7 separate regions of the Mus musculus genome follow, and all the other regions are linked to region 5. A link is a contact called in public Hi-C, HiChIP or PLAC-seq and promoter capture Hi-C data. All regions are on one chromosome and are shown on one strand. The core of a region is the stretch at or near the end of the contact, and the rest is flanking DNA. Distances in the headings are between cores, read along the strand shown. Region 1 has its middle 460 kb from the start of Gm25020. Region 2 overlaps Sugct (succinyl-CoA glutarate-CoA transferase). Region 3 has its middle 450 kb from the start of Gm31711. Region 4 has its middle 280 kb from the start of Gm31711. Region 5 holds the start of Inhba (inhibin beta-A). Region 6 holds the start of Gli3 (GLI-Kruppel family member GLI3). Region 7 overlaps Sugct (succinyl-CoA glutarate-CoA transferase).

What was found. Promoter capture Hi-C pulls out the DNA fragments that hold promoters and counts their contacts. Hi-C and Micro-C count contacts between places; a contact is called where the count stands out from the background. HiChIP or PLAC-seq counts read pairs in DNA pulled down with a chosen protein or histone mark.
Region 1: a FOXA1 HiChIP or PLAC-seq map of pancreatic cancer cells shows a contact between it and region 5. The contact joins the enhancer-like site here to the promoter of Inhba in region 5. A contact is called at or near these places in 14 of 39 promoter capture datasets (the 3T3-L1 cell line, the C10 cell line, the HPC-7 cell line and 9 more), 1 of 15 datasets of contacts at CTCF or cohesin (the NIH/3T3 cell line), 15 of 484 Hi-C or Micro-C datasets (the C2C12 cell line, bone marrow-derived DN3 thymocytes, bone marrow-derived macrophages and 10 more), 18 of 115 datasets of contacts at active chromatin or transcription factors (Th2 cells, astrocytes, bone marrow-derived macrophages and 14 more) and 1 of 9 other capture datasets (embryonic stem cells).
Region 2: a contact with region 5 is called in an H3K27ac HiChIP or PLAC-seq map of cardiomyocytes, with 9 times the contacts expected there. The contact joins the enhancer-like site here to the promoter of Inhba in region 5. A contact is called at or near these places in 11 of 39 promoter capture datasets (the C10 cell line, embryonic stem cells, frontonasal cranial neural crest and 8 more), 2 of 15 datasets of contacts at CTCF or cohesin (the NIH/3T3 cell line and stem cell-derived epiblast-like cells), 9 of 484 Hi-C or Micro-C datasets (the HL-1 cell line, Th1 cells, cardiomyocytes and 2 more), 11 of 115 datasets of contacts at active chromatin or transcription factors (bone marrow-derived macrophages, cardiomyocytes, embryonic limb bud and 4 more) and 2 of 9 other capture datasets (embryonic stem cells and macrophages).
Region 3: a contact with region 5 is called in a FOXA1 HiChIP or PLAC-seq map of pancreatic cancer cells. The contact joins the enhancer-like site here to the promoter of Inhba in region 5. A contact is called at or near these places in 10 of 39 promoter capture datasets (the 3T3-L1 cell line, HPC-7-derived erythroid cells, cranial neural crest and 6 more), 3 of 15 datasets of contacts at CTCF or cohesin (large pre-B cells, pro-B cells and stem cell-derived epiblast-like cells), 10 of 484 Hi-C or Micro-C datasets (Sertoli cells, bone marrow-derived macrophages, cardiomyocytes and 4 more), 11 of 115 datasets of contacts at active chromatin or transcription factors (the NIH/3T3 cell line, VIP interneurons, astrocytes and 8 more) and 2 of 9 other capture datasets (embryonic stem cells and macrophages).
Region 4: a promoter capture Hi-C map of hippocampal neurons shows a contact between it and region 5, with 5 times the contacts expected there. The contact joins the enhancer-like site here to the promoter of Inhba in region 5. A contact is called at or near these places in 7 of 39 promoter capture datasets (the 3T3-L1 cell line, embryonic stem cells, hippocampal neurons and 4 more), 1 of 15 datasets of contacts at CTCF or cohesin (large pre-B cells), 3 of 484 Hi-C or Micro-C datasets (cerebral cortex and embryonic fibroblasts) and 4 of 115 datasets of contacts at active chromatin or transcription factors (bone marrow-derived macrophages, embryonic fibroblasts and embryonic stem cells).
Region 6: a contact with region 5 is called in a Hi-C map of embryonic fibroblasts, with 8 times the contacts expected there. The contact joins the promoter of Gli3 here to the promoter of Inhba in region 5. A contact is called at or near these places in 1 of 39 promoter capture datasets (the 3T3-L1 cell line) and 1 of 484 Hi-C or Micro-C datasets (embryonic fibroblasts).
Region 7: an H3K4me3 HiChIP or PLAC-seq map of bone marrow-derived macrophages shows a contact between it and region 5, with 6 times the contacts expected there. The contact joins the enhancer-like site here to the promoter of Inhba in region 5. A contact is called at or near these places in 21 of 39 promoter capture datasets (the 3T3-L1 cell line, 3T3-L1-derived adipocytes, the C10 cell line and 12 more), 3 of 15 datasets of contacts at CTCF or cohesin (the NIH/3T3 cell line, large pre-B cells and stem cell-derived epiblast-like cells), 25 of 484 Hi-C or Micro-C datasets (3T3-L1-derived adipocytes, the C2C12 cell line, the HL-1 cell line and 14 more), 11 of 115 datasets of contacts at active chromatin or transcription factors (the NIH/3T3 cell line, astrocytes, bone marrow-derived dendritic cells and 5 more) and 2 of 9 other capture datasets (embryonic stem cells and macrophages).

The regions. Positions count from the first base shown.
Region 1 is chr13:16,745,163-16,748,278 of GRCm38.p6, forward strand. No RefSeq gene overlaps it. Among named protein-coding and RNA genes, the nearest start is that of Gm25020, 460 kb to the right of the region's middle. Within about 2 kb of position 1,524, at least 5 of the 459 cell types and tissues checked have an H3K27ac peak or open chromatin away from gene starts, as enhancers often do. A contact at or near this core is called in pancreatic cancer cells, where this site is marked.
Region 2 is chr13:16,936,259-16,939,432 of GRCm38.p6, forward strand. All of the region lies in intron 13 of Sugct (succinyl-CoA glutarate-CoA transferase), which reads right to left. Among named protein-coding and RNA genes, the nearest start is that of Gm25020, 270 kb to the right of the region's middle. Within about 2 kb of position 1,348, at least 19 of the 459 cell types and tissues checked have an H3K27ac peak or open chromatin away from gene starts, as enhancers often do. A contact at or near this core is called in cardiomyocytes, where this site is marked.
Region 3 is chr13:16,714,489-16,717,358 of GRCm38.p6, forward strand. No RefSeq gene overlaps it. Among named protein-coding and RNA genes, the nearest start is that of Gm31711, 450 kb to the left of the region's middle. Within about 2 kb of position 1,268, at least 49 of the 459 cell types and tissues checked have an H3K27ac peak or open chromatin away from gene starts, as enhancers often do. A contact at or near this core is called in the NIH/3T3 cell line, Sertoli cells, heart atrium and 2 more, where this site is marked.
Region 4 is chr13:16,542,632-16,545,640 of GRCm38.p6, forward strand. No RefSeq gene overlaps it. Among named protein-coding and RNA genes, the nearest start is that of Gm31711, 280 kb to the left of the region's middle. Within about 2 kb of position 1,385, at least 9 of the 459 cell types and tissues checked have an H3K27ac peak or open chromatin away from gene starts, as enhancers often do. A contact at or near this core is called in cerebral cortex and hippocampal neurons, where this site is marked.
Region 5 is chr13:16,010,291-16,013,126 of GRCm38.p6, forward strand. It overlaps Inhba (inhibin beta-A), which reads left to right and starts at 1,561. Exons shown (of 5, transcript NM_008380.2): 1 at 1,561-1,800; 2 at 1,910-2,096. It also overlaps the pseudogene B230303A05Rik.
Region 6 is chr13:15,462,133-15,465,384 of GRCm38.p6, forward strand. Gli3 (GLI-Kruppel family member GLI3) reads left to right here and starts at 1,591. Exons shown (of 15, transcript NM_008130.3): 1 at 1,591-1,979. It overlaps Gm6556 (a long non-coding RNA gene), which reads right to left and starts at 2,486. Exons shown (of 1, transcript XR_001780862.2): 1 at 1-2,486.
Region 7 is chr13:16,911,038-16,914,046 of GRCm38.p6, forward strand. All of the region lies in intron 13 of Sugct (succinyl-CoA glutarate-CoA transferase), which reads right to left. Among named protein-coding and RNA genes, the nearest start is that of Gm25020, 290 kb to the right of the region's middle. Within about 2 kb of position 1,409, at least 19 of the 459 cell types and tissues checked have an H3K27ac peak or open chromatin away from gene starts, as enhancers often do. A contact at or near this core is called in bone marrow-derived dendritic cells and bone marrow-derived macrophages, where this site is marked.

The DNA of each region.
Region 1 (3,116 bases), core at 274-2,773, 730 kb after region 5:
GCATATATACATATACATATACATATACATATATATATATATATATGTTGTAAGGCATCTGTCAACATCCTGGCTACCCAACACTATAAAATGTTCCTATATTAATTAGCTCTGGTCAGAACTCATTCTTCATTCTGACAATCTGGGTGGTTGGTTGGTTGGTTGGTTTGTTTTTTTGTTTTTCAGTTTTCTCTTTGGATGTGTTTGGCAATTGCCTTGGCATTATAACTTAGTATTCACCAGCATTGTATGCTTGTGGCAAGAAGTGAATCTGTAGCCATACTTCTGTGCTGTTGGAAACTAGAGCTTCAATTCCTAGGTAGGAAATTGCCACTTGAGAGCAGGAGTCCTAATCTGTAGTGGCTTTTTACAGATGTTTATTAAAACATTGAATTTCCTTAATGAACAGAAGGCCCAAATACATCTATGAATGAGTGGAATGACATATATACCTTCAAGCAAGAAAAGTAATTTCTGTTCCAGCAGCCACTATTTATCTCTTGTGTCTTAGACTGTGGCTCTGTTATTTTAAATCTGTGGTTTCAATAATGAAACTTTTCAGAATTAACATATGGAACTGCATTTTTGCTAAACTATTTACTTCTCATTTCTTGCTTCCAGGTTTAGTTTAACATGATCCCTCCCTTTAGCTACCATGCTTTGTAGAAATGTGTTCTCTTGCAGAGCCAAGGAAATGTAAAACAAAAATGACACACACACACATGTCCCAAAAGTACCCATCTGTTCATTCACCCTTCTGGAATTTAGGAATTTTTTCATATAGTAGAATTGAGACTTTTCCCCTTTGACGCTTAGATCTGCTAAATCTATGAGAGCACAAGGTGGCTCTAGAAAATCAGATAGTGTTTGTTATTTGCAATGCATTTGGTCCTCTAGGTAACAAGGTGTTATTTTCACTTTAAGAAAAAAGAATGAGCATGGAAATAAGTGCTTGGAGCACATAAACTGGGACCATTTTACAGTGGTGAGTATTGAACACAGAAAATGATGAGTGGCAGCCTGCTAAGATCTCTATTTCACAGGAAAATACCTCAGCTAAATATAGGCAAAGGGAGTCACTGCTCATTAAAGCCATTTTCTGAAATATGTTTCTTTAAGATTACTCTTTAAATGTATTTTTCTATAGTAAAAAGAAAAACAAAAAACTCAGAAACCTCCCAAGAGCCCTGTTTCCCACCTTGCACGACGAGAAAGGTTATAGTGCAGAACATCCTCAGACAGAAGCGGTGCTGAGTGAACATTTCTGATGTAATTGTAGGCCAGGCAGTGAGGCAGCAACCAATGCCATCTTTCTCAAAAGGAAGTTAAAAGACTCCAATTTGTCATCAGGGAAGTGGGTAGGCATATCTATAGCAAGCCCATATTAGCCGTCAACCCATGGCCAGGACATCAAGGTAATGGTAAGGAGGCATAAGCAAATGTTCAAGCACAGGATGACAAGTGTGGATGCAGAGAGCTGGGAATTTGCCAAGTTCCATTGATGCTTTAATGATGAATCAGGTCCTGGTTGAAGCAAATTCATTGTCCAGAAGCAGTATGTAAGAATGCCAGAGAATGGTGGCTGCACTGTTCTTAGGTAATAATTTATTTGATGACATTAGTTTGAAAAGTAATTTGTAAACAGAAGGGTCTCACTGTGTGTCCTGGCTTATCTGGAACTATGTAGAGCAGGGTGCTTGCAAACTCACAAAGATGCACCCATTGTTGTTTTCCTGGTGCTAGAATTAAAAGTTCATACCACTATGCCTAACTATGAATTAATAATTTTTAATAATTATTTCTAAACATTAAACATTGCAAAATGGGTTTGGAGAGATGGCTCAGTGCCTAAGAAAACTTGCTGCTTGAGTGTGAAGATCTGACTTCAAGTCCTTAACACACACACATTGAAACTAGGCATAGCTGTGTATACCTGCAAACTCAATGCATGTGGGACAGAGACAGAAGGATTGCTGAATGCCAAGATAGCTTCTGTCTCAAGGGAGCCTTTCACTCTGGGTGTCCTTCTCCAACTTCTGGTTATCTGTCAACACACACACACACACACACACACACACACATGTAACATGTACAGATACAGAACACACATATAACATATCCAACACACATATCCATTATACATATATTCTGTACATAGATGCCATACTCATTTACCACACATATATGCCACATACATACATTATATACATATACCAGACAGAGAGACTGCATACAACAGAACATATACTATAACGCACACAAACACACACACATATATGTGTGTATATATATATATATATATATGTGTGTGTGTGTGTGTGTGTGTGTGTGTGTGTGTGTGCCAATACATAAAATATATTCAAAATAGACATATAACAAACTTACCACACAGATACATCACTCACACATATATACAAATACCATACAAAACACCATACACATATACCAAACGTATATACTATACACATCTATCACAAATATATGACATGTATGACACACACAGATGTTGCAAATATACTATGCATGCCACGCACATACCAGATACACACATACCACCTGTTTATCTTACATATAAACTACATAGCAATGCAGATAATGTACAGAAAACAAAATAATAACAGCCTAACCCAGTATGTTCACCTGCTGAATGCTCCATCTTTGAATGCAGATTAATATATTTTGTTTTGTTTGGCTGTTGTATTAGCCTTTAAGATTAAATGCTATAGATCTATTATCAATAAATTACTAGACAATAAAAGTTAAAATATATAATAAATTTCAGAAAAAATTTCCCTGAATTGCTGAGAATGCTAGAGAGCACAAATTACACTTCAGTGACTTCAATAACCAACATGTTCTTTCAGGAGGTTTTTGATTGGCAAGACACCTTTCATAAGATACATTCTAAGTGTACTTCTTCTTGCTATAATAGAATATTAACATGTGTGCAGTTCATAAATGTTTATTTCAGTTCATGTTTCTGGGATCTTCTGCTAGGAAACACAAAGGCATGATGCTTCTTGGGTTTTGGTGAAGACCTCATGTTATATCAGAAGGGTAGAACATGACATTTGGCAGGAGAAGAAAGAGGAATCCATGGAAGCCAAATACCCTCT
Region 2 (3,174 bases), core at 98-2,597, 930 kb after region 5:
TTTGGTTACTCGTGTATGTGTGTGTGTGTGTGTGTGTGTGTGTGTGTGTGTGTGTGTGTATGTGTATCTATGTAATAGAGGTCACCTTTCAGGAGTCAGTTCTCTCATTACACCATGATACCAAACTAAGGTCCTCAGGTCTGCACAGCAGAACTATCCCAGGCCCCACTATGTGCTTTCTGCAACAGGTTAACAGAAATGGACTGAAGTATTGAGAACTCTCTTCTATGCAGTGAAGCAGAATTAAAGGGGAATGAGGAGAATGCTACACACTGACTTCCTGTGTATATGAAGAAAAAACAAATGGAAAAACAATATTTAATAACACTTAAAAATTAAGGGATCTTCCTTTCTTCTCTCGAAAATCACTTTTAAAATACTAAGGTAATACTGTAAATTTTAGGGAAATATTAATGAAAGTAAAGGGCAAAAAAATCCACACACTTATCACCACCAAGTAATTATTACTCTTAATAAATAGCATTATTATTAACTAATATATTTATTCCTTCTTAAAGTTTGGGCAGAAGTCATAAACCTCAAAATATAAATCTCAGAAAAATAACTGTCTACTATAAGGATGAGTTTTCCAAAATAACAAGCTCTAAAGCAAATGTAAAAAGGATATAAAGAGAATAGCAGCCACTTGTTATTCAATAGCCACCTACACAAGTTGTCTGAGCAGCAGTTCAGACACTAACTCAAGGGTAGGAAAGCACTAGAGTCCCATCCACCTAGCACATAGCACCCCTTTTAGAGACATCTATCGGCAGACCTCTGTACTTGTAAAAAATTTCACTTACCCCCCAGGCAGTGATATGCATCATTTCTATGTGGTCTCAAGTTTCAACACACAATGTGACCGACCCACATAGCTCTGTTACCTAAAAGCACATCCCTATATGGTGTGCTACAAACATATATATATATCAAATGCCTCTGCATTCACACATGCAAGAATGCACTTGAATACTTGTTGGAGTCTCTTTGGCCTTTTTTATTCCCAGAGCTGACAAACTTTTCCTGAGTCAAGAGTCAACTAGAACTTATATTTTATTGTGAGTTCCATCACTATTGGTTTTGTTTTGTCTTTGGGTTTTTTTTGGGGGGGGGGAAGGTGGTCAATTCTACTAATGTCCCTTAATTCCTGGGGAGTATGAAACAGAAATTTAGTACCAGAAGCCTAGAGCAGAACTAAGAAAGCCTTGAGAAGAATCATCTTGGCTGTAGAGAAACAGCATATCTTGTGTGTAACGAAGAGAAGCAGCTAGCTGATCTAGCCTTCAAGGAGGAGAGTGAACGCCCCACAGAGAAGCGAGCTAGCTTTCGTCAAAAGCTCATGTGGTGCCAAAAATAGGAAACACGCGTATCCACAAGAGGAGTTCCATGCCTGAAGAGTGGGAAAGGACAAAGTCGGCGACAGCAGGCTTATGGTGTCCTTTGGTAAGTATCTTTGAAAATACTTCCTCTTTACCATTTGCAAGATTTATAATGGCATTGTTTCTGCTTTAATGAACTCCATGCTGGTCTCTGAAAATTGTTATCTCAAAATGTTTCAAACTCCTCAATGTTGGTGTTTTAATTTTTTTTAAAGGCAACTCAATTTTAAAAAGGGAGGGCACACTAGGAACTCCAAGTCCTGCCAATTTTTTCTTGCTGCCAAGTCCTATTAGTATAAATGAACGGTTTATTTTAAGAAATGCCTGATAAATGAGTCCACACAATCAGTAATGAGGGGACTGTCAGCAAAGGAGAATCATTTCCAAAATTCACTTGGCATCGAGGAGCTAACGCCTTGTAAGCTCACACTGGGTTATGTGGCCCTAGCCCCTGTGGATGCCATAAATCCCCCCCCCCCCCCCACCCAGTGAACAGAGGAGTCACTGATAAGTAGAGCTGCTAAGTTTCTCTGTGTCCACTTACAGCTCTTGAAAACTGAAACCAAAGCATGGCCATCTTCAAACTTACCTCATCAGTAGTTTCTACTCTAATCCAAGGAGTTTGTTTTATAGTTTTTCAACTTCTCCCAGGAAAAAAAAACCATTAAAGACTTTGGAGAATCATGGTGAAATTTTTCAGAAATTAAAAACAAAGCCAGTCTCAGCCAAAATAGAACAGAGCATGATATGACCAGGGCAAGTTATAGAGTTTCACGACCTATAGGACGTACACACCCGCCCAGCTTCTTTACAGGTTCCATAAAACCTACACACTTGCCCAGCACCTGTCCATATCCCATAGGACTGATGCGTTTATCCAGTTCCTATCTACAGCTTAAAGGACCACACGGATCCTGCCCACAGCTTGCAGGACCTATAAGCACACCCAATTCCTATCCTCATCCCCATGAGGCTTTCTGCTTATATTGCAAATCACTGTTCATCCCCAACATTAAGATGTGGGATAAAGAAAACAAATAGATGGGCAGCTGAATAGTGAGATGTGATGATGCCAGTGAGCAGCCTGCACAGAGTTCCTCTGTGGCTCTGTGGGATAGAGTAACCCAATCATGTGGCACTCATATTTTTATAATAAAAGAACAACATGTAAACTGTGATACTGGAAGTTAAAGAACAGCGTCCCCCTTCCCCACAACTCGAATGGAGAATTGGCCCGTCTTAGAACTGTGTCTGATGGGAGGGAAAATGATGTTCTTTTATGGCAGCAAACAGAGGCCAAGCTATTGTGGGAATGCAAACTTTCAAACTTAGAGTTTCTTATCAGTGACGCCTCTCTGTGTTCTGTAGTGTTACAAAAGTTAATGTGCAAATAAACTAAACAATTCCCTTTAGTCCTTGCCCACCTTCCATCTTCCTTGGCCCACTAATGAATACTGTGCGATGAGTTTCTACTGCTTCTGCCGCTGCGCCATTTGCCAATCACCGTCTGAAAGACATCCACTTAGTTTTGTCAGCATCTGTGTAATGTTTCTGGTGACCTGGCATTGCTGAGACTCCAAGTGGGAGACAAAAGTGTTTCATACAATTTACACTACTCATATTTTGTATTTAATATGTTTAAACACGAGGATCAGAGTTCAGCGTTTAATGCAATGCAGTATGTACACAAGCTGACTAAGTTACAGATGAGCAGAAGAGATGCTGCTCCAATCTTATAGCGAGAGGAAAGATCCCAGCTCTTCTTAGGAAATATTTACACATTCCAAGCATTCTT
Region 3 (2,870 bases), core at 18-2,517, 700 kb after region 5:
CTCTGTCTTTGGACCTGGGAGCGCTGCTAATTAAGCACCGCCCACCCAAACATTTTCAGGTGGTACACAGAAAAAGAAAGTCAACCCTCCCAACAAAGCAGTGGGGGTTGTAGCTCAGGAGGAGGCCAGGGACAGACCCTGATGGAACCCACACAGGGAAACAAGCACTGATAGATAGTGCACAGGGCAACAAGCTGGGAGGAGGCCCCTTTTCCCACCGTGCTCAGAGGCTTTTCTGCAAAAACGTGTATACAACCCTTAAAACCCCACTTGTAAGAGACAAGTGAGATGGAAGGGAGACGCTGATAGGAACAATAGCAAACTGACTTTACTGGGCTCATAGATCTACTCTACATTGGATTGTACTTTGGCTCATCCATGAATCACCAAAATTTATGTTCTATACCCTCATCTTTGGAGGTGGTGTCTGGTGAGTTAGTATCATAGTCAGAAGAGTCTCTGAGATAACCTTTCTCTGCTTCAGCACTGTGAGTATCTGGAGCTGGGTAATAACGATTTGTGGGGTGATCTGTGCTTTAGTGTGAGTCAAAAATTTTGTCTTCAGCCCCGAAAGACCAGTAGCACCCTTCTCTTACCTAAGTGATAAGCAATGTCCCCGGACATTCCTAATCGTCTCTTTAGCTACAATAGTGCCCTTGCTTGGGATCTGATGCTCTAGAGAAAGGGATCGAGAACCTTCTGATTCAAGCTCTTACTACCAATGTGCTGTGTGTCAATGTCCTGATAAGCAAGGGGACTATCCAAGTCGTGTTGTTAAAATTTTAACAGAAACTATTCTAATATCATGATAGGAGAGGGCCAAGCTCTTGGGAAGTTTTAATACATGTTCAGTACTTTAATTTCATTAAATTATACTTCTTTTTTCATGAGATGAGGAGATGAATAAATGGAGATGTTAAATAGCTTGCTACATTTTCAGTGGAGTATGTCACCAGGCTGGATTTAAAAAGCAGCCTCACTATCAGTATAGCCTCATGTCTCCCACTGGCACTTCTGAGGGGACACTGCAGGGAGACGCTAGGGCTGAAAATGCCAGAGAGATCTACTTGAGGTCCTAAGGAGAAGGGGGAAGACCTGGAGCCTGGTCCAGATAAAAGAAAAGACCTTTCCTAACTTCCCACCTAACATCAGAGCACAATTAGCCCAACCAAGCAGCCACAGCAGTTCTCTGGCATTTGACATTGTTTGTCGAGTCACAAGTGGTTACTATCAAGGATTACTATTTGTGTATCCATGAGTCACAGTGTGCCAGATGTGACAGTTGACCCAGACAAGGCACTCAGTCCAATCCCACGCATTCTGTGTATCAGGCTTACGTCCATTCATAAAACAGTTTCCTCACAAAATATAAGGCTTAAAAAAAAACCCTCAAGTTGGTTGTGCAATTCTGAGACTAGCTGCAATTGATTTTCAAGCCTTTACCCCCACGCCTCTCATACTTTTAATTCTGGATTAGTTCCTCTATGGTTCATGGAGAAGAGGGAAAATAGCATCCATCATTTGACCCCAGAAAAGGATATGACATATATAAGTAAACATAGGATAATAACACTGATTTTGTTTTCTAAATGTTAAAGCTACAAATCTCCTGGTCAGAATAAGACAGATGTTTTGTTCAAGCCCTGCTGTTTCCCTTTCTTTCTCTTTTCTTCTTCTTCTTCTTCTTCTTCTTCTTCTTCTTCTTCTTCTTCTTCTTCTTCTCTCTCTCTCTCTCTCTCTCTCTCTCTCTCTCTCTCTCTCTCTCTCTCTTCCTCTCCCCCCCTCTCTCTCTTTGTACTGAGCCACATTCTCAGAACAACAGCTAACAAAAGCCCTTAAACACACATGCGTACATACAGCAGTCTCAGTCTCAGGAGCTCAAGGTGTCTGGAGTAAGGATTAGAGAGGTTCAAGTCGGCTTTCCCCTTGTTAAAATTACAGCTGCACTGAAGATGGTACAGTATATCAACCCCGGCCTCAGGAAACTCGTCCGGTTCTCAGGAATGAGAAAATGCAGCTGTGCTGGATCAGGCAGAAGGTGGAGGGTGATGCTTTTCTTTCCCCATCACAACTCTATCCAGAAAGAAATGTCAGGGAGATGCCCTGCCGACCCTGGCAGCATCCAAGGGGGGTGGTGTTGAAACACACACATCTGTCATTTTTTAACTATTCGAAGGACAGGTATACATTGAAAATGGTATTGAAATGTACCAGAAATGAGCTCTGGGCTTAGTATTTTTGTTCCCATTTTTCATTTTCACTCTTTGTTTTCCTCCAGGGGTTGAAATTTAATCTCTCTTTTAGCAAAACAGAGCTGGCTCGCTCTCTCTCTGGCTTCTTTTTTTCTAGGATACTCTCGGTGCTTAGTCCACAGATACTCTGAGCAACTGATTATAAAGTCTGTGAATTGTCACCAAGGCTTGTTGTCAGCACAGAAATTATGGGGCAGGTGCTTCTCCATCCGGTCCCCTTCATCTATAGAAATGTCTGCAGCCCTGGTCACCACACTAATGTGCAGCTCTAATGCTTGTCACATGGTAACCACAAAGGAATCCCTTTACTTTTGCATACACTTGGGATGTTCATGTATATGCCCCTCTTCCAACTCTCTTTCTTTCTTTTTCTGGTGCGTGTGTCTGTGTGTGTGTCTGTGTGTGTGTGTCTGTGTAGCTCCTCTTCTACAAATGGTTCCACATTTCCCATGGGCCCCACTCTAGCAATCACTGGAAAAGCATGACTTCATTCAGTAGCTGTGCTAAGAGACTCTGGTCCAAGGCTAAGCTTGTCCTTCCTGGGATGGCCTCTTTGACATTTCTCTTCTCCCCAAGAGGCACTTTTGGTAAGTGAGGCAACACAAACATCATTCTCCA
Region 4 (3,009 bases), core at 135-2,634, 530 kb after region 5:
AAAATGGAGATCTGTGGTCATGTTCTGCCTACTGTCCCTTGTAGGATCACCTACTGAGAGTTTTAAACCAGAGTTTTAAACCTAACTCAACCAGAAACCAGGCTGCCTTTAACTGTCCCACAAAAGGGCACACCTCCTAATCCTTCCCAAACAGTTTCACCAAGTAGGAACCAACATTCATACATAGAAGCCTATGGATTCCATTCCCATTCAAACCACCGCAGTATCTTAATGGTAGAGCACTGCCTTAGCATTTGGGAGGCTCAAAAAGCCAATCAGTAGGTAAGTAAATAACCCAAACAGAACAAAACAAACAGCTTAGTGTTTTCAAATTGAGGATTGCACTGGAGTCTTTCCTCTTTGCTAAAACACTTGGAAGAAAAGCTTAAGGTAGGCAGGGTGTATTTTGGTTCAAGACTTTAAAATTTCAGACCATGATTGCAATCAGACTCTGTGTTACAGCTGAGTCATACAGTGGGAGAATGGAAAGCTAGTTGTTCACATGTTATGGGTCAGGAAGCAGAAAATAGTATCAGGGCCAGAGTCATGCTGTAACAGTCAGATGCACAATCATAGAAACAAATTTTGACTAGCTTCCCCAGCTTCCCCAGATAGCACTAGCTGATGAGAAAAAAGTCCTCAGAGGAGCCCTTGAAGGATATTTCTGATCAAAGGCTTAAGAAACACCTACTAAGGGTCAGCCTCTAAATACTTGACTGTTTCATTTTATATATTACATTTTCAAACTGAAAAAGGGAGGTGCTATGGACGAGAGGTTACAATTCCAATTTCTGGAAGAAAAAAAAATATTCACAAAAAGCTGGGCAGAAATCCAAATCCAAACCCTATCCATCATTAGCTTCCCAAAGCTTTCCCAGGTCCATCTCCATTTGGTAAAATGGATAGAACAAAATGTCCACCTAGTTATGACCCTCAAACCAGAAAGATGGGAAAGACAAAAATAAAGGGAAAGAGGGAAGGTAGTATAGAGGGCAAGGTGGGCATCTGGGAACAGATTTCACAAAAATAGAAATGCAATTAAGTTGATGTCTTCCAAAATGGTCTGGACTCACACACCTACAACCCTGCCTGTTCTGGCTTATCTCATTAAATGCCTGGTTATGGATGGGCAGGCTTGCCATCTGTTTAAATAATAGTTTTCTGTTCTCCACGAGGACTACAGTGCTGGAGTCAATTAAAGCATCCTTTCCACAGCTATCCATCTCCCTCTCAGCAGGAGCTCTGATATGCAGGACCATCCTGCCACCTCCACACTGGCGTCTGCTCCCAGCGAGAGTCTCCCTGCCTTCCCATCTAACCTCCCCTCCAGAGGTAAACCTTCCTGGCCATGATGCAGGCTATGTGAGTATGAACACCCACTCACAAAGGAACAGAAGACAGATTAGGAAAAGTTCCAGCACTTTTCTTCTTGGCAATCCCAGAGCGACGGATGTGACTTCCTGTGAATTCTAACCATAAGCTATTTTCAAAACTCAGTTTTAAATTAGTGGGCAATGATGGAGTTTCTTTCAAAAGTGGCATCTTTAAAGCTAGATCTGGACAAGGAGGCATGGAGTTGCCCCTCTGACAGAAGGAAAGGGATGAAGGATGAACCAACAGGGACGATCGGTGAGGTGGCAGAAGCATGTGCTAGGGGGATTATAGGCATTACTTATGTGGGGAAAGACAGGCTTTCAGGCTATTTTAAATCAGGAAAACATACCAAGGTGTTTGAGATAACAATTTGTATTTATTTACTCAAGAAGCCACTAGTTTTAATAGCCTAATAATCAATGTATGTAATTCTTATCGCCATCTGATAAAGATGTTATTTTTCTGATTCTGTTTTATAAATGGAAAAAAAAGTAACAAGGCTTAGAATTTGATTGACCTACTTGATGTGCTGAAGGAATAAATCTGCAGTCTTTCTTCAGATTGTTCTCAGTTGAATAATCAATAATGGATTGGACCAGGACACTTTCAGAAGTATAATGCTGAGCTCTGGAGAATTACTCTAGGATTTAGGGTTGTGCTGGGCAAACTGGAATATATAACCTTCCTGATCAAACTGTTTTCTTAATAAATAAGATTTTTAAATGTGTCTTAAAGTCTTTTGAGAAAATAAACCACAGGAATGCACATAGATATATGATGACAGAATTTATTGTGGAAATTTTCTGATGGTTGGGAAACCCTGCTGCTAAGATCAAAACCTGACATTACCAGAAAGCCCTGAGCTTGGTGCAAAATGGTGAACTCCCTTTGTCTTTAGGGATTTCTCTTCTCTACCTGGGAATCCTGGATGCTACCCTGACTACCTGAGGAACATCCGGCAAACATCTGGCAAAGCTGCACCTGAGATCCCTGGAATGCCTCCCCATGCTAATGAGGCATCGCAATAGCTTAGCCTTCGGCCCAGCCTAGATTTTCTCACCCACGTCCACAAAACTATGTAACCCTTGGTTCACACAGAATAAAGTATATGCACACAAGCTGTTTTGTTGAATACTGTCTGAGAGAGCTGTTTCACTGAACATCCTCTAAAAGAGCTGCAACATTCAAGAGATGTCACACTGAGATATCCGGGACAAACTTCTGCCCCAGTCCCTAGCTCTACTCCCATGGACCATGGAACTCAGTTCAGCTCCATTCTTCCCTGTTTGGTGTACTGCAGCACCTGGACACCACAAGGAAAGAAGCAGAAAAGTGGAGCCACAGCTGATAAAATTATGGATGCTGAGAAATCTCAGATTGGAGAGTACTGAGTGGTTCACAAGACTGGACATCATGGAAGCTGATGATGTAACTCCTAGTATGAGGCCTAACCACTAAGAAATGGGTCCCATTCTTCGGCCAGGAAGGCCCAAGAACTTAGAGCCCTTATATCACAGGACAGAAGAGGATAAATAGATGTCACAGCTCCAAAAGAGAGTGTGGACTCATTTGCCCTGAGTGCTCTGTAATTGCCAGCACTGACAAGCACTTAGCCACACTGATAAGGATGAGTTT
Region 5 (2,836 bases), core at 311-2,810:
ATTGGCCTCTGTTCAGTAGATGCCAGTGGCACCTCCTTCCTGGTTATGACAGCTGAACGCATTGTCAGATGTCCCGGAGAGAGAAACCAGTTCAGCTGAGAACCGCTGTTCTGGAGTGAACAACAACGCTTTACTTACGGAATTTTTCCTTCTTTTTCTTTTCCCATTTTTTAACTGTAGCATCTGGGGCCACTGTTCAGATGACAGTCTTCAATATCCTGAAGGCAGGTCCTCATAGACAGCATGAGGCCTGAAGGGATACTCAGGTGGTTCTGAGAAAAAATGTGAGTCTTAGGAATCAGGGAGTTTGGGGTTAACCGTCTCTTATTTGTTGTTTTGGATACAGTTCAGAGCAATGTGAATGCCCCCCTTTCCAGTTCGGTTTTGAACTATTCATTCTTGTTCTAGCTTAGAAGCACACAGCCCCCTAGTTGGATTTTTGACTGCAAAGTGCCGCTCCATCTCTGGCCCAAATCCTGGTATCTAACATTTGGCCCAAACTAGTTGCAGGCTGTGGCCTGTAGGAAACAGACAGGTTTGCCAACCCCATACTCTACCAAAGCCGTTTGATGGGATGGTTAGACAGGGACTTCCACAGTTTACTGCAGCAAATATCATTCAGAGTCCTGCCCATGTTTTCTGGATGTTGTGCTGTCTCTTGTGGGGGAGAGGGTAACCCTAACCAAGGAGGCCAGGTCTTCCCCCCCCCCCCACCACCCCTTAAGCCCAGAACAACACGTAGCTGATGAGAACACCTCAAAGGTTCTTTTCATTTTTATAGTCACGTTTCATGTTTACTTTCCCAGCAAGGCAGGCAGAAATCATGAATTTTTTTTTTTGAAACAGATTTTTCATAGGAAGGAACCAAACACCCTGAGTTATCAGCAGCTTGTCTGTGCCTCTGAACCACCAGCCTCCTGTCATTCAGTTGAATCAGAGGACACTTGTCAGTCACCTGCTTAAGGTGTCCACATTCTCTGGCTTGCATGTTTCACTGAATCACAGGATCTGTGAGCAGCAGCTAACCACAGAGTCAGAGTCGTGGAAAACGGCTTCCTTTCCAAGCCTGTCTCCTTGCTTCAGGGATAGTGAGGGAAGAGCGATTAATAGCCTGCATGAAAGCTTAAGGACATACGGTTTGCTTGAGAGGAAAAGTGAATATTCTCACGACTTGATCTCTGCCAACTTTATATGGGCCCAGCTGCTGCACAGGGCAAACACACTAGTCCAGAGTTAGCTATGCCCCTAAGATGTGTGTCACCACAAGCCACCGGCCAGCACTGAAACGCAGGTTTCCCTCATCCACACAAAGGAGCTCTATCCTCAAAGGAACTTTGTTTCTTGACCAGCTCACTAATTGTGATTGAAAACACCAGCTCCCCAGCAATGCTCACGCATCCGAGTTAGCAGAAACAAGACAGGCCCTAATTGCTCCATTTACATAAAAGTAGAAACATACAACTTCTAAATATAAATCTCTGGCACATCTCTTCTTTTGCAATTACAGTAAAATAAGGTACCAGTTTCCCTCCGGGCTCCTCCTCACAGCAAGCTGCTCCCGGGGTTCGCTAGTGGCTGCTCCTCCAGGCAGCACCGGGCCAGCGTGGAGTTGGAGCTTTGTGAAGTAGCCAGTAAATCAGAACGCCTCCGCTAGGTGCAGAGCGCGGTGGCAGCGGGCCACTCTGCCAGTGCGGTAGTCGGTGGGACCGAACTCTACACTCGGGAAGGGGCAGTCTGCGGGTGCGGGGCCTGAGCTGCCGCTCGCCTCCGTTGGCCAGGAGACCGGCAGCCCCACTGCAGGTCCTGGTCCCTGACATTCCCTGGCACCGAGGGCTGGGATCAGAGATTCCCGGCTGCACTCACTGAACAGTGATTTTTTTTTTTTCTTTCCCCTCCCTGAATTCTTTAGCTGCCAAAAGGGGGGGAAAAATCAAGAGCTGCGCTTTTAAACGAAGTTGCCCTTGCTGGTGTTCAGGGTAAAAATAGAGGCGGCCGCTTGGACCAGCTTGGCCCCTGAGTCCAGGCGTCCCGCGAGCCGGGCTGGAGCTGCGCATTCGGGAGTGATCCCTGGAAACTGCCAGCAGGTGCTGCTCAAGGTACGGTGGCAAGCTGAAAAGGGACAGGGCCTGGGTGCAGGGAGTCTCCGCGGGAGGGGCAGGAAGTGAAAGAGAAACCAACCCCGCTCAGAGCTGCGCTGACCAGCGCACGCCCTGGGCCCTGGAATTCAGCTGGGAAACGCTGATCCTCAGCCCAGAATATTCCACAGAAGCATTTTAACCTACCTGCTTCCTCCACCACCCCCACCTGGATTTCCATGGAGGAGAGGAGGCTTTCCCAAAGTGGTTCCAGCTCTGAGGTTGGGGGAGATTCAGCTACGTCATAGCTGCTAGACTGGCTTAGCAGGTTGGCACTTTCAGGGTGTCAAAGGCCAACAGGGTCTCAGAGTGACCCTGTGTGAGGCGGCCCCTGCAGTCAGGGTCTTGAACATTCTTATGACACACATGCTTAAGAAACTACAGGGATGCTCCGAAATAACATTCTTTTGTGACCACTGAGTTTTGATCCTGAAATTATACATCCCACTTTATAGATGGAAACACTGAGGCTTGAGTTTAAATTAGGAGGGCGCCCCGGAGCTGGGGTCTGATTCGGGCACTTTTCTGTGCCAAGCCAGTCTACAATCTACATTCGGGTGCAAGTGGGACTTTCCCTGAAGTTATGTGTGAGGCAAGAAATGAGTTTAGATGCTCAGGGATTCTTATCAAACAGCATGGAAGTGCCTCTCTTCCAAAGGTTTATGTTCACCCCGGGGTTGGGGTTGGAATGGAAATGACTA
Region 6 (3,252 bases), core at 341-2,840, 550 kb before region 5:
GGGCTCAGAGTCTACAGAGGCTGAGGGAATACTCTGGGGCCTGGGGCCAGTTACTGAGGGGAGGGTTGGGGCTACCTCTGTTGATATTCCTGCACTCCGAGATGAGTGAAGGATGTTTCACTCTTTGCCTTACAGAGTGTTGTAGCGGAGAGAAAGCTTAAAAATGGCTAAGAAGTGTCTGGAGCCCCACACTGAAAGCTTAAGTCACTCTCTGCTTTTGTCTTTGTCATAAGCAACAAGTCACCAGAAACAAATAACGAATACACTGTCAATTCCGTTAAAAATTTTCCCCAGTTTAGCACGTGAATTTCAAAATGTTCTTCAAATTATTATAGCTATTCATCCACCCACTCTGCCTTCAAGACGGCTGCCACAGAGCACCCTGAGCACCAAGGCACTCCTGGTGGGCCAACTGCTTACTCCGGTATTCTGGAATGTCTCTTGGGTTTTCTTCTTTCTTCCACCCCCTTGAAATCCTCCCTTTCAAGTAACAGGTTGGGGTGAGTACCTGGATGGGGAGAGAGAGATGAGTGCACTGGCCCGTTGAAGTAACATGGGTCTTTTAAAAGAAACCAAGGACAGGCACTCTGCATCTTAAGGAAAAGAACCCCGTGCAAGTCAGGGTTCTCAGCTCAAGTCCCGGTTCCCAGCTCGGGTCTTTGTGTTCTTTGCAAAGTGGCCCACGGGGACAGTAGGCTGTACGGCGAGACGTCCCAAACGGAGTTTAACGCAACGGGGAGGAAAGTCTTCAACTTTCAAAAGCATCATCCCGCGAGAGGAAGTTTCAGGCTTGGCCTAGGGAAAAGTACCAGGAGGTGTGCGGGGGTGGGGCAGTGGCGATCTGAGAGGTCTCTAGAGAAGGAAGGGGAGTCCAGCCCGAGAGCGGAGTTGGGGGGGGGGGGGGCGAAGAGAGGCGGCATGGGCGAAGCGCCCGGCAGCGCGCGAGCCCCGGCTGCTCGGCTGCGCGGGAGCGCAGGCCTGGAGGGCTCGGGTGACATCACCCGCGGGCCCCTTCCTCCTGCCGGGTGGGTGGGGCCTGGCGCGCCGCGCGGGCGCGGGGTCAAGGAGGGGGAAGAGGAGGAGCAGGCCTGGATGTGTCTGTGTGAGGACCCGGGAGGGGCGGAGGCGGTGGAGCGCGTGGCTCCCGGCTGCCCGCGCCAGCCCTGCCCGGCCCGACGCGCGGCCTCAGTGCCGCCCCTCAGCGCAGCGCCCTGGGATCCGCGCGCGCGGAGCGGGACCCCGCCGGGCGCGGCCTGGAAAGGAGCGGGAAAGCAAAGTAAGGCGAGCAGTCTTCCCAAGTTTTTAAACCAACTTCGCCCCCTGCGGCGGCGGCGGCGGCGGCGGCGGCGGCGTCGTCCCGCGGCTCGGCGCGTCCCCCCCAGCGCTCCTCCGAGTGGCGGAAATTAGAGGGACGGGGCGGGGGTGGGGGCGCGCGAGGGAAGAAGGAGCCGGGAAGGAGAGCAGAGTCTGACCACATCTGTGAAAACTTGGGGAAGGAGGGCGGGGAGGAGGAGGAGCGCAGGAGCGCGCGGAGGGGAGCGCGAAGGGCGCGCGCGGCGGAGCTCAACTTTTGCAACCGGGGCGCTCGGCCTGGACGGGCCCTTAGTCGTTGAAAAGTCGACTTGACGGTCGGGGGGCTCCTTTCTTTCTCTTTCTCCTCCCACCCGCGGTTGAACCAAATCAGAACTGTCACTCAGGGCCGGTGACTCAGAGGGATCAGATTACAGGATCCCTGAAACTGATGCGCGGGCTGCAGCGGCGGGAGGGAGCGGACCGGGCCGCACCGCCGGCGCCCGCACACTCGTCCGCCCGCCCGCCGCTCCCCTCCTCGCCCGCTCGCCCCGTCGCCGGCCCACGCCACACCATGCCCGCCGGGGCCGCACGCTGGGATCAGTCAGGCCATCCACGGTAGCCCGAGTCCGCCTGCCGCTCCGCCGGCGCAGGTCTGTGGATTTGGGACCTGACAGCCAAAGCCGCAGGTACGTCCCGCCTGAAGTTCTTTGTTTTGCGGGCCCCGCAGCCCTCCCTGTCGAGCTTCCCGGCGGCGTCGGAGCGGCTTGTGTGCGCTCGCGCCTTCCCGCGCTCTCGGGGATCGGGTCTCGGCTCTCCGGACTGCAGAGCTCCTGCCCCAGGGCGCGCGGACCAAGTTTGCAGCGGCGGCGTCCGTGCCTACTTCTCGCCAAGTGCTGCGCAGAGCTCCGGGAGTCCGGAGCTGCGGCTGGTCCTCGCGCCCCCGCAAGCCGCAGCTTGGCTTGCGCGCAGCGCCTGGGGATGCGCCGAGCCGCCGCTGCCCCGCTCTCCAGGGTCCCGCCTTCACTTCTGAGGGTGGGGGTGCGGGGTGAGCGGATGGAGGGCGCGCCTCCGCGGTGGGAGAGGAAAAGTGAAAGTTGTGCCATCTGTGCGTGATTTGGAACTCTGTCTCTTCCTTTCCAGAGGTAGAGCAGAAAGAAAGAAAAGAGAAAGAAAGAAAAGTAGCCGTGGCCCTTGCGGTAACCAAGAGGCCGAATTTGCACAGAGCAGAGTTGGGTACGGATCACTCTACTCTGCTGGGGACACTTAACTTTCTGGAGTTGCAGTGGGACCCCGAGGATGTGGCAGAGTTAATATTGATCATACATTTGAATAGTTGGTGAAGCGACTTTTCAGCAGATGGCCACATGCCCTCACACTCGGCCCGGCCTTTGCTTATTATCCTTTGATGAACTTAGTATCCTTCTGTGAACTTTGTGCCTGTGTCCCGGAGTGCACCTTTTTGAGTACCAAGCCATACCCCCCCTCCCCCCAGGCTTTCTTGGCTGTGTGTGTGTAAAGACCACTTAGGGAAGTTTCCTGCACCGCGTTTACCCTTTCTCCTCCCCCAACTTGGTTGTAGATTCTGGCCTTGGGTACAGTGCTCATGGCCCTCTGCCAGTTTATATGTACATATATTTATGTAAAACATTTTCTCCCAGCTCTGTGCCAGCTGTTCCACATTTTCCAGCTGCCACTTCAGTTTGAAATGATGGACTGTCGTCCTCAAGTAAAAGAACTCTTTAGTCCGAGGTATGGAGGGCCGGCCGCTGTGCAAATACAGGGGCAGTGCCATTAGCCCCGCTGGTATTATTAGTTCCAAAAACACCTCGTGCCCTTCTTTTCCTCTCCTTCTCCTCCTCAATTACAGCTTTTCACAGCCCAGTACGTGCACTCTGCTGAACATTCAAGTGATTAACCCCCCACTCCCCTTTCTAAATGATTTTGTGCAGAACTTGGATG
Region 7 (3,009 bases), core at 159-2,658, 900 kb after region 5:
TTCCTCATTTTTCTAAATGACCAGATCTCCTCAGATCAGTATGTGTATGTACTTCACAGTGACAGAGTTCTATCAGGCCCTTCAATCTGTTTAAGGACTCTGCCAGTAACCATGTTCTCTGCACGAATACACCAGTTCTCTTTCTTTATCTTGATAGCATATCTACTGTTGGCTATGATATATAATGTATTTCTCTCTTTCACTAAAGAAGGGTGACAAAAGAGACACACACTTGTGAAATGCCCTTCTAATTGATGAGATGCATAGTATTTATCTTGTATCTGTGAGTCTCACCTCTGCTGATCACTAACTCCTGCATGGCCTCATTCCTTGTTCCTTGGATATAGCTCTCAGTAGTCAGCTTATTTATATGGATACTTCTTCTTTTCTGTTACCTCGATTATTTTAACCTTTGAAAACAGGATTTGGCACGTGTCCTATGATCTATGGTTTTTTAATTTTCTTTTTTTTTATTCATTCTCTTAGCCTGCTCTCTCTCTCTCTCTCCCTTTCTCTCTCTCTCTCTCCCTTTCTCTCTCTCTCTCTCTCTCTCTCTCTCTCTCTCTCTCTCTCTCTCCCTCTCCCTCTCTCTCTCTCTTTCCTTAAAAAAGATTCTTGTAGTAATGGGGATTGAACCTCGTGGGTAATGCATAGTTGTAGGCAAGGCTTTAATCATTGAGCTTATTCACTATCCTCTTCTGAATTTTTATTTTGAAACATTAAGTTGTTTCCAAGATGGACTTGAACTTGTATTTCAACCTCACAGACAGCTGATATTAACAGCCCAAGGCTACTACTAGCAAAGTCTGCTTTCTACTTTTCTTCAATACATGTTCATGGTCTGATGACAACTTCATCAGCCTTTGTTTAAATTACCCTGATGGCAGTTTATGTCACTTGATCCATGATTTTATCTTTTGAATGACCACAAGAGCCCCAAAGGCTACTTGTGAAAAATCACTCATCACTATTTTGCATGGAACAGCACTTTGCCATGCATTATTTTAAATGATCAGAGAATTTTCAGCCTGGTTTTGGTCCCTTTATTTTCACCAACTCAATGCTTATCTTTTTATTCATTACTCCACTCCACCCATGGTGACCCAGGTTAGGTGTTCCATAGTTCCATATTCCTCTACAAATCAACCCATTATATTGAGGACAGTGATTTCTTCATTTGTCTCTATGAAGACCTCAGATTTGTTGTATTCAGAGAAGCAGTTTAGTCACATCTGTGTTTTCATCAACTAACACAGTGCTGACAGAATACAAGTCCATCTCAGTAGGCTCTAGGGGTTAGATAATAAATGACTGAGTTTTTTTTTTTTTTAGGCAGTTCCCTGAAGTAGCCACAAAAAAGAAGGAAGTTCCAACCACCTCATTCTACCAAAATCTTCAAGTTAAGAACAGGAAATGAAACACTGGGTCACAGTTTATAAACTCCACAATTCTCCCCTCAAGACTGTGAAGATAAACTCTCTTGTTTCACTTCTACCCTTTTTAGACTTCTTTACAACATCTTCATACAACTCTTATTTCACTTTTCATTTTCATCAACTCAGTTCCTGAATTTGGAGTTAATATCTATAATTAATTATGTATAGTGATGACCTCACCTACTAAGATTCTGTTATTCCATATGTAAAAAGGACCTTCACATGTACATGCAGCAAGCTTGAGATAGCACTGTGGGCTAAGAAGAAGAATTTATGAAGAACCTAATGAGCTAAATTCCACTATCTAAGTTTCCCTAAATTATTACTGGACTTATGTAATCATCTATAATATGTAGTTTGCAAGTATTTGTTTAAGAGAGAGAGAGAGAACAAGAAATCAAATGTAGCATATACAAGTACATAATTAAATGTCACAGTTTTTTGATTTGCTCATACTAATCTAATGAAAAATAACTTTAACATTATATACATTACATATAATATTATATATATAATATATTCTATTATATATAATTTTGTTCCTGAAAGAAAAGTACTATTAAGAAAAGCAGAACCAGGCTTTGATGCAGTCAACGTGTCTGTAGGTACAACATAAGTGAAATTAAAATCAGGTACAGTCCCCTCCAAATCCAGTTTTTCAAGACATATTGCCAAACTGATGCATTTTGTAAGATTTTAATTCATTCAGATCCGAGTAAGAAATGGGCATGAATGACCCAAAGTCACTTAGCCATGCCACTGAGATAAGCACCTGTCTATAAGAACAACCAGAGTGACTAGACTGAGAGGCGAGCAAGTTATCATTGCATGGTTTCTTCCTTGGCCTGCTTAAGAATGGCCTCCACTCTGTTTCTTATAAAATCTTCAAGGGGGCAACAATTGCATTCATAAGAAGGAAAACAATCTGTTGGAATGACACATACAAGAGAAATTTCGGTATAAAAGAAGGGAGCTGGGCCACTTACAGCCCCTTAAAGATCAAAAGGCCCTTGGAAGAATGTTCTTCATGCCCAGCTCCTTATCCATACACACAGCTGACTGGCATCCTTATTAGGTTTGAGCAATAGAAGGACAAAATATTTAAACCAACTGGGCTTTGGGAAGCTGCAGAAGAGTAAGGCTTGGGGAATGGAAGCAATGTCCCCTGGGAACATGGCTGGATGTAGACCAGTTGGGCAGTAAGGGAGAAAACAGTGCCCAAGCATATGGCTACTTCTCTTCAGAATATCCCAACTTGGCTGAACATAGTTACCACAGATCGAAAGCATCTCTATTCTCCAGAAGGCTGTTTCCACTTATTTCTCCTGCTCAGACTTCTGTTGCTGGGTGTCTCAGGCCCTCTATCTTCTGGAAGGCCCAGAGACCAGAGACAAGAGGCCAGAGGCCATTCTCATAGACAAGTCCTGAAGAGTAGCCTTGGAATGTAGCAGCTGTCAAGTTTGGAATCAATCGTGAAGTCTCTTGTGCTTGCCTTGTTGCCAAACAGTAAGAGTGGGCCATGGATTAGTGCCATTTCTCATGGCCAGATGACACTTACATAGTAACTCAAACT